Linked DNA regions of Oryctolagus cuniculus: regions 1 and 2 are each linked to region 3. Evidence: chromatin contacts called from public Hi-C data. All regions are on one chromosome and are shown on one strand. Each heading gives the region's core, a stretch centred on a gene start, on an enhancer-like site or on the middle of the called end of the contact. The rest is flanking DNA. Distances are from core to core; before and after follow the strand shown. Region 1 holds the start of CDKN2B (cyclin dependent kinase inhibitor 2B). Region 2 holds the start of LOC103348072. Region 3 has its middle 110 kb from the start of CDKN2B.

Evidence for each region. A called contact is a pair of places that touch in the nucleus more often than the background predicts.
Region 1: a contact with region 3 is called in a Hi-C map of skin fibroblasts, with 4 times the contacts expected there. The contact joins the promoter of CDKN2B here to the enhancer-like site in region 3. A contact is called at or near these places in 2 of 6 Hi-C or Micro-C datasets (skin fibroblasts and an unstated tissue).
Region 2: a Hi-C map of an unstated tissue shows a contact between it and region 3, with 3 times the contacts expected there. The contact joins the promoter of LOC103348072 here to the enhancer-like site in region 3. A contact is called at or near these places in 2 of 6 Hi-C or Micro-C datasets (liver and an unstated tissue).

What each region holds. Positions count from the first base shown.
Region 1 is chr1:185,077,318-185,080,017 of mOryCun1.1, forward strand. CDKN2B (cyclin dependent kinase inhibitor 2B) reads right to left here and starts at 1,307. Exons shown (of 2, transcript XM_002708053.5): 1 at 787-1,307. The coding sequence starts at 942.
Region 2 is chr1:185,116,214-185,118,913 of mOryCun1.1, forward strand. It overlaps LOC103348072, which reads left to right and starts at 1,284. Exons shown (of 4, transcript XM_070061301.1): 1 at 1,284-1,755. The coding sequence starts at 1,284.
Region 3 is chr1:185,191,650-185,194,512 of mOryCun1.1, forward strand. No RefSeq gene overlaps it. Among named protein-coding and RNA genes, the nearest start is that of CDKN2B, 110 kb to the left of the region's middle. Within about 2 kb of position 1,557, at least 1 of the 8 cell types and tissues checked has an H3K27ac peak or open chromatin away from gene starts, as enhancers often do.

The DNA of each region.
Region 1 (2,700 bases), core at 57-2,556, 110 kb before region 3:
TTGCTGAGTATAGTCGTTAAAACAATAAAAATATGGAGCAGCATATTTTAATCACTCAAGAAACACTAACATAAAAGGAATTAAGGAGTGTTGTTGAGGAATATGATCTCGTCTCTTTGAATTCAGTTCACTCCTATGAGAGAAAATATAAAGGATTCCACATGGAGGCTTAAAAGTTCACTAATTTTTTCTCATGCATTATGATATTGTAAATTTCTTAAATCCAACATAGATTGTGTAACTTATAACATCTTTGTCACTGAAAGGAGACAAAAAGATCCATCCTCCCCAAATAACTTCTCCTTCCCCCTGTTCTCTCCATTCTCTGCATCTTTAATCACGAGACGGTAGAGCAAGTATGGTGGTAATTCGAAAAGTTACTGGAAAACAGAATTTAAACACAAGCTTATTTTGGTGCAAAAAATTTTTTTGAAATCTATTGTTTTTGCCCAACACGCATTTTCCACGAACTTTTTGAAAATCCCACGTATGCATAGATTTCGATTTCTTTTTGCAACAAGATAAGCATCGTTTAAAACCGTTTTCCAATAGCAGTACCCTGGTATTGCTATTTCCCCGCCGTTCAAAAGAAAACCAAAGCGGAGCAGTGGGTTAGTCCACCCCTTTCTTGAGGATTTTTTTGTTGCGTAAAAACCAGCCTAACGACTGGCCTCCCCCTGCAGCTGGCCAGGCTGCGGCCGCGACCTCGGCCCCAGCTCGGACCCGCGGCGGCCGCGCCCCGCGCTCTTGCGCCCCCTGCCGGCGCGGCCCCGGGGCCCCGGCTACCTGGATCGGGCGCCTCCCGAAGCGGTTGACTCCGTTGGGATCCGCGCCGGCTTCCAGGAGCTGCCGCACCTTCTCCACTTGGCCCCGCGCCGCGGCGCTGGCCAGGCCCGCATCGCTGCCTGCACCACCGAGCATGCCCTTGTCCTCGTCTCGCATTCCACGGCCCCTACACTCGGGGCGGCCCGCCACTCCTCCCTCTTTGGCCACCCCGCCTCGGCGCGCTCTCCCCTCCCCGGGAGAGCTCAGCGCAGCTTCTGTCCCCGCTCGCCGTCCTCGTGCGACTTGGGAGCCGATGCAATGGCCGCACGGCCTTGACGAGCTCCAGGCTTTTTCTGGCGCCCACGAACCCGCGGCCGCGCTCAGCTCACTCCTGGGAAAAACCCTTCGCGCGGCCGCAGCCGCAGCCGAGCGGGCGCTTTCTCGGCGTCCTCGCTGCCCGGCCTCACTCCGGCAGAGCTGCGAGCCAGCCGGGAATGAATTCCGTGTCCAGCTGGGCGGCGGGGCTGCACCCGCCCCACCCCCTTAGGCTCCGCCCACTGTCCCGCCGGCGCCCGCGGGACCGGCCCTCTGGCTCCGCAGCAGCCCCGCCCGCAGCCGATGACGTCACAGCCGACGGGGGCGCGTCCCCGTGAGGCTCTGCGACGCATGCGCCAGTCGCCACGCCGGGAGCCTGCGGGAGCGCCATCTGCGTGCTGCCCGGAGCGATTCGGAGACGTTGCCCCACAGCGCTCCGCTCCAAATCCCCAGCAGGCGGAGCAGAGGGCTGCTGTTAGTCGCTCCTTGTGCAATGGAGTGGCCGAGGAAGGCCGTGAAGAAACCTCCAGCCCTACTAGAGTACCTGAACGTGACAGCCCTGCACCTGCCGTGCAGGTTAAGTTCATCCTCAAGCAGTGCTTGAACTTCACGGGTTTCACATCTTGCATTTTAGCGTTGCTTTTGGTGTGTTTTCCTATTTCCACCAGGACGACAGTGAAAAAAATCCCGAGAACCCTACTTTTTAGATTCTTTCCATGTTTGAATTATGAGCACAATCCTAAAAGCAAAAGAAAGCAAAATAGAAAATACTCCCCCAAAACCTAGTCCAAAATCGAGAGGGGCAACCTGGCACAGTATGTATTTTAAGAATCTGACCTAAATCTGTGTATAAGAAATATATGAAACTTGTATAACTTAAATAAAATTTAAAAAAGAAAAAAAAGAATCTGAGATCCCTGTTTGATATTTGTACAGTATATCTTTGTTTGCACTCTTACCTATTTAAACCCAGCTCGGCAAGTATTTGATTTTTATTTTTCATGAGTAATAAAGGACATTTATGCAGTAATAATGAAACATAATAAAACAGGGGTGTGGTATTGATCCTGTCATTAAACAGGCTGAACCTGTCATTAAATTGGCCTCTGAAGATTTAAAGGCCAAGTGCTATTTTCTCTTTCCTACTTGCTGGGTGAGTTTGAATCAACATATTTACTGCTTTAAAGATAAAAAAAATTGCAACTTGAAATAGGACGGGAGCAAAAAATTATGTGTCTATTTCCTAAGAACTTTGGTGATGAATTACTTGAGAGTGGACCTCTCCTAACACTGAAGGGTTCTTATTTAGAAAATTGTTTTGGTTCAGAGTGCTGAAAAAGGCAGTCTTACGAGTCATTTGCTAGCTTATTCAAGAATGACAGACTTCTCAGCATGTTTCTTGTAGCATGCCTTAGATCCTATTCCCTCTCTGGCAAATCAATGTAGGAAAAGAAAAAGCTCTTTCCTTACACACAGTGTGGCCCATGAAGGTGGCATGCAAGGATGAAGACCTACTGATGAGCCCCAACAGGGCTGAAATTCACTAGGAGTGGGCAGGGAAGGAGGCAGTATGCATAGCAAGTTCTCTTTCACATCTCACCTGCTGTTTCTTAGTTTTCA
Region 2 (2,700 bases), core at 34-2,533, 76 kb before region 3:
CTAGGCACATGTACTAGAATTGAAAGGTGAAACTATTGTATTCTGTTTGTTTAAAAAGATTTATTAATTTATTTGAAATCTGGAGTGATAGGGATGGATTTAATCTGTGGGTTAATTTTTTTTTTTTAGATTATTTATTTATTTGAGAGGTAGAGTTACAGTGAGAGGGAGAGACAGAGAAAGGTCTTCCGTCTGCTGGTTCACTCCCCAAATAGCCGCAATGGCAGGAGCTGTGCTGATCCGAAGCCAGGAGCCAGGAGCTTCTTCCTGGTCTCCCACGAGGGTGCAGGACCCAAGCACCTAGGCCATTCTCCACTGCCTTCCAGAGCCACAGCAGAGAGCTGGACTGGAAGTGGAGCAGCCAGGACTAGAACCGGCGCCCATATGGGATACCGGCACCACAGGCTGAGTATTAACCTACTGAGCCACAGCACTGGGCCAGTTAATTCTTTAAATGGCTGCAACAACTGAGCCTGGGTCAGGACAAAGCCAGGAGCCAGAAACTCCAGCAGGGACTCAAATACTTGAGCTGTTGCCTGCTGTTTCTCAGGTGTAATAGTCTGCAGCTGTATGGAAAGCAGAGTAGCCAGGACACAACCAGCACTGTGCTGTGGAACTTGGGCATCTCAAGCTGTGGCCCAACCTCCAGCACCCAACACTGTGTCTGTATTGTTTGTTTGTTTATTTATTAAGACTTGTTTAGTTATTTGAGAGGCAGAGTTACACAGAGGTCTGCTGGTTCACTCTCCAGATGGATGCAACCACAGCAGCTGGGTGGGTTGGAAACCAGGAGCCAGGAGCTTCCTCCCCGTCTCCCATGTGGGTGGCAGGGGCCCAAGAACTTGGGCCATCTTCCGCTGTTTTCCCAGGCGCATTAGCAGGGAGCTGGATTGGAATCGGGGGATTCAAACCTGCGTCCATGTAGGATGCCTGCCTCAGAGGCTGGGGCTGAATCCGCTATGCCTGCATTATTTATTGATTACAGGTATACCATATTCAATGTGTTTCTCAACTCCACATACTACCCAAGGTGACAAAAGGGTCTATGAAAAGGGGTAGAAGTATCTGCTGTGTTTAGATCACAGCCAAATTAACATTGGCCTCTTCTTTCTCCTACAGCCAGTCTCCCTTTTCATGAGAGGAATAAGCCTCACTCTGATTCAAAAGCAGGGTTCAAAGAAAAGATGTCTATTTCTTGCCACCAGCTACGTGTTATCTGTGCTTAGAACTGGAAAGCACACATCAGAAGAGCACCAGCGTGGAGAGACAGATCATAAGGTACAATGAAGGAGAAAGGGGATGTTAAAATCTCACAGGATTTCAGAGGCGTGAGGCCGGGCCTCACGGACGCTTGCTGTCGTCCGGTTGGGGGCGGCGGAGGTCGCTGGTTCGCTGGGGCCCTCTGTGGCGCTCGGCGGCAGGGCGGAGCGAGAGGGGGCGCTGTGCCGGGGGTGAGGCTCAGTCGCGGTGGCGACCCAGATGGGCGCCAGAGCCCCAAGTGCAGGGACGTAGGGGCGGAGCTTCCCCCGGATATCGTGCGGTTTGCGCCGAGGCCGCCGCGCGCCCTCCGGTCCCGAGGCTCCCGCGCTGCGCTGAGCGTGTCCCGCCTTCCAGCCGGCACCGACGACGGGCGGCCGGCCGGGGCAGGCAGCACTGGTCCCTCGGGAGCAACGCCCGCTCCCCGAGGACAGGAAACTGTTAGAGAACCGGAGCAAGCAGCTGACTGGGGACCAGAGATGCTCACGTCGCCGGCAGGTGAGGCCTATGTTTCAGAGGTCACTGTGCCCTGCCTGGCCCCTGAGTTGCACCTGGCGGCCGAGTGCTCCGTGGTCCTGCGTGTACCCCTAAGATCCAGAGGGCCGGAGCTGACAAGCACGTGTTTAAGCAGTTGTGCCAGGAGGTCCCCATCCCAGAACGCCAGCCCTGGCAGACTGTGCAGGATATGAAGACAGGGGCTCCCTCAGTGACAGTGTGGCTGCAAGACCCTTTTCCACCAGGCCTGGCTGTGACTGCAGCACCGTTGGCAGCCGTGCGTCCGGCCAGCGGGGAGCCCGGCCTCACTGGGTTGGTGAATGCCGTCAATTTCAGTCTGTTCTCGTGAGGGTGGGAGGACTGCAAGGCTCGAAGCCACAGCTCTGCCACGTGGTGGCAGAGGCTACTGGCCTGGCCGATGTGACATGTACAGCTATAACCCAGACATGGACTCAGACCCTTTGAGGGAAGATGGCAGCCTCTCTAGTCCTTCAACTATTGTCTTCAACAAATTGTTTTCGTCAACAGCTGCTCCATCACAGGGTTCACCTACAACCCTCAGAGGCAGGCAAAGAGTGAACATGGAACCGGGGGAGGAGGAGGTGAGCATGCCCCAGGCCCAGGCCCAAGACAGGGTCCTGGTGATTTGTATGTGAGGAGAAGGAGCAGAGGCCCCAGCTTCATCCAAGTTCAACCAAGCCTGGACCTGCTTAGCTAAGGGCTCCCAGGCCCAGCCCAGATGCTAGCCAGATCCTGGCACTGCCTGTGTCCTGGCACTTCCCATGGCCACATGTGCCTTGTCTTTTGTCTCCAGCCTCTGGATGGCCATTCATCCCTACAGGCACCTGCTGCTAATACTGAGGCTGGGCTGGATAGCCTGGGGGCTGGTGGGAAGAGCAACTGCCCTGTCCACACAAATGTCACAGCAGGGGGTGGTGGACCAGAGCA
Region 3 (2,863 bases), core at 307-2,806:
GGGAAGTGGTCCAAGGATCAAGGACAAGCTCTTGGTTCAAATCAGACGCAAGATCAAACCTCCAAATAATAAAACTCACAGCCAGCCTTTGCCACGGGCTACTGGGGTTTACCCAGAGCCTGCACACCTTTGTTCCTCCTGACCATTGGCTAAGGTTTCACCCCTCATAACAGGGAGGCAACTGGAGTCTCAGCAGGGGACGAGGTGCCCAGGACTCAAGGGAGGGTAGCACTTGAATCCCGCCCATCTGACTCCTACAGTTGAGCCCTCTTCAGAAGGTTGGCAGACATTTACAAGGGAGAGCTGTCTGAGTGGGCTCTCCTAGCTCACTTGTCCTTAGCTGTTCTCTCCACTTTGCCGTTCAGTTATTAACATGTAGTCATCTTCAGTTAGCTCAGGTAATGGGGTTACCGTTTGTGTGACACACTTGAGCTGCACTAAATGTGGAGAGAGTCACATGACAGCATATTATGGCTTGTACACTGCCCCACCCCATTCCACTCCCTCTCAACAGGGAGAACGTACCCAAAGAAAACTGTTGCTAAGAAGGGCATAACTGGGTAAATGGGTGTCACCCAGTCTGAAAAATCTCAGAGATTCCAAAAAGCCACTTGAGTCAATAATGCACCTGTTTGTCCTCAAGCTTTATCAGTCCTTGGCTGTCAGAAGAGGAAGGATCTCTGTGGAGTTTTTAACATTGAGCTTCTGAAACAAATCAGTGACAGTTGTTCCCTGGGCTGGCAGTTTCCCCTTAACTTCTTATAGTCAGAGTTGGAGTGCAAGTAGTAATAAGAATGAAACCTGGTCCTGTAAGTATATTCACTGTCTGCTCAGTGTAATTCCAGCTCAAGCATGGTCCATGATCCAGCACAGAAATGACGCTGCCACAGAAATTCACCTGGGTGATTGCAATAGCCTTTGCTTTTTAGCGTACACTCCAATCATGTTCAGTTTCCTCACACCAATTGCTTAATGAAGGATTGTTTAAAAGGACTGCGATATCTCAGGAAAACTATTAAATTAAACAGTTCTTGTTGAAGGGCACATCCTTGCCCGTCTGTTTCCCAGGAGCAATCCAAAACTTGCTGTGAGAAGCTTGAGTGTTAAGAGTCAGGCTGCTAGGTATGAATCCTTATTTTACCCATGTTTTTTCTTTTGCTCTGTGCCAATCTGAATATTACATAATATTCCTGTCCCTTAGTTTCCTGATTATATATGTGTATGATAAGTGTGCCAATACTGTGCTATCAGTGTGAGGCCCAAATGAAAGCATATACAACACACTGTACCTGGCATCTACTGAGTGTCGATTAAGATGATAATGAGATAATGGAGATGTATCTTAACATGTAATTACGATTTTGCTAGTTCAAGGCCAAGTATTCTAATTTAGTAGCGTTGGCGAAACACAATATAATCTCTCGGATCTCAAGGCCATGGCTTCATTTCACCCTGTTTTTCTGCTACTTTCTTTGAACAGGCAAACAAGTTCCACTTGACTGACTCAAGTATTATTAGCAGTGTGCGTTATGCTGACCTCACTCTCATGTGCCCTCAGGGCTACACTCCATCAAATCAGAGGAGCGAAGAAACATGGTGACAGAGAAGAAATGAGGAAGAATGTGGAGGGAAAAAAGGGCCATGAGCTCATTCACTGCCAGTATTGATGCCAGGGGACAATGACCACCCTTCAGACATGTTTGTTCTCCATCGTACCATAGACAGGAAGAGCTCTCCTTGCTCAATACCTGTCTCAGTCACTTACCAGGTAGACTAGGGAGATTCGGCTCTCCCAGGCTGCCTTCTAAATACAATGACTTTTATGAATTTAAGCTTTCAGTCTGAGTGAGTTATCATTGAAAGATATCGCCACCTATAGGCTAGTTATTTGTAGTAAAATAAATTCCCTTCACCACACCACGTTTTTGTTACCAAAAACATTTTTTTCAGACAGAGCTCTTCAGAGGGCTTAAGATTTATTTAGCAGTGAAGTTAAAACGATAATCAAATTCAACCCCAGTAGATCTCAAATCTTAACCAAAGCAGTATGGAACATTAGCATGAACTCAGCCAGGCTTACATTCAAATCCTGGTTTGAAGCTAGTAACTGGATGGCTTGGAGGCACTGATAGGAACCTCCATGAGAAGGCCAACTCTGACATAGGGGCAGTGAAGCCTTCTGCCCAGGGTGTGTGAGGACTCCATGGGAGTTGCATTGTTGTAGCAATCTATATTATAGGTGCTCCATAAATATGAATACCTTTGTTTTATTCTCTCCCTTTCTGTTTCTCTCTCTCTCTCTCTTTAAAGGTTTATTTATTATAGGAAAGGCAAAGTGACAGAAGGAGAGGGAGGAGAGAAATATAGAGATGATTCCCTACAGGCTTTCAACAGCCAATACTGGGCAGGTTGAAGCCAGGAGTCAAGAACTTCATCTGGGTCTGCAACATGGGTAGCAGGGACCAAAGCACTTGGGTCATCTTCCACTGCCTTCCTATGTGTATTAGCAAGAAGCCAAGTAGCCATGACTTGTACTGGCACTCCAATATGGGATGCTGGTGTGCAAGCAGTGGCTGAAGCAACTATACCTCCATGGCAGCCCCTCTCCCAATCTCTTAAAGCCATTGGAGGACAAGTTTTTTTTTTTTTTTTTTTTTTTAAGATTTATTTTATTTATTTGAAAGAGTTACAGAGAGAGGTAGAGACACAGAGAGAGAGGTCTTCCATCCGATGGTTCACTCCCCAGATGGCTGCAATGACTAGAGCTGCAGCAATCCAAAGCCAGGAGCCAGGAGCTTCCTCTGGGTCTCCCACACAGGTACAGGGGCCTGAGGACTTGGCCATCTTCTATTGCTTTCCCAGG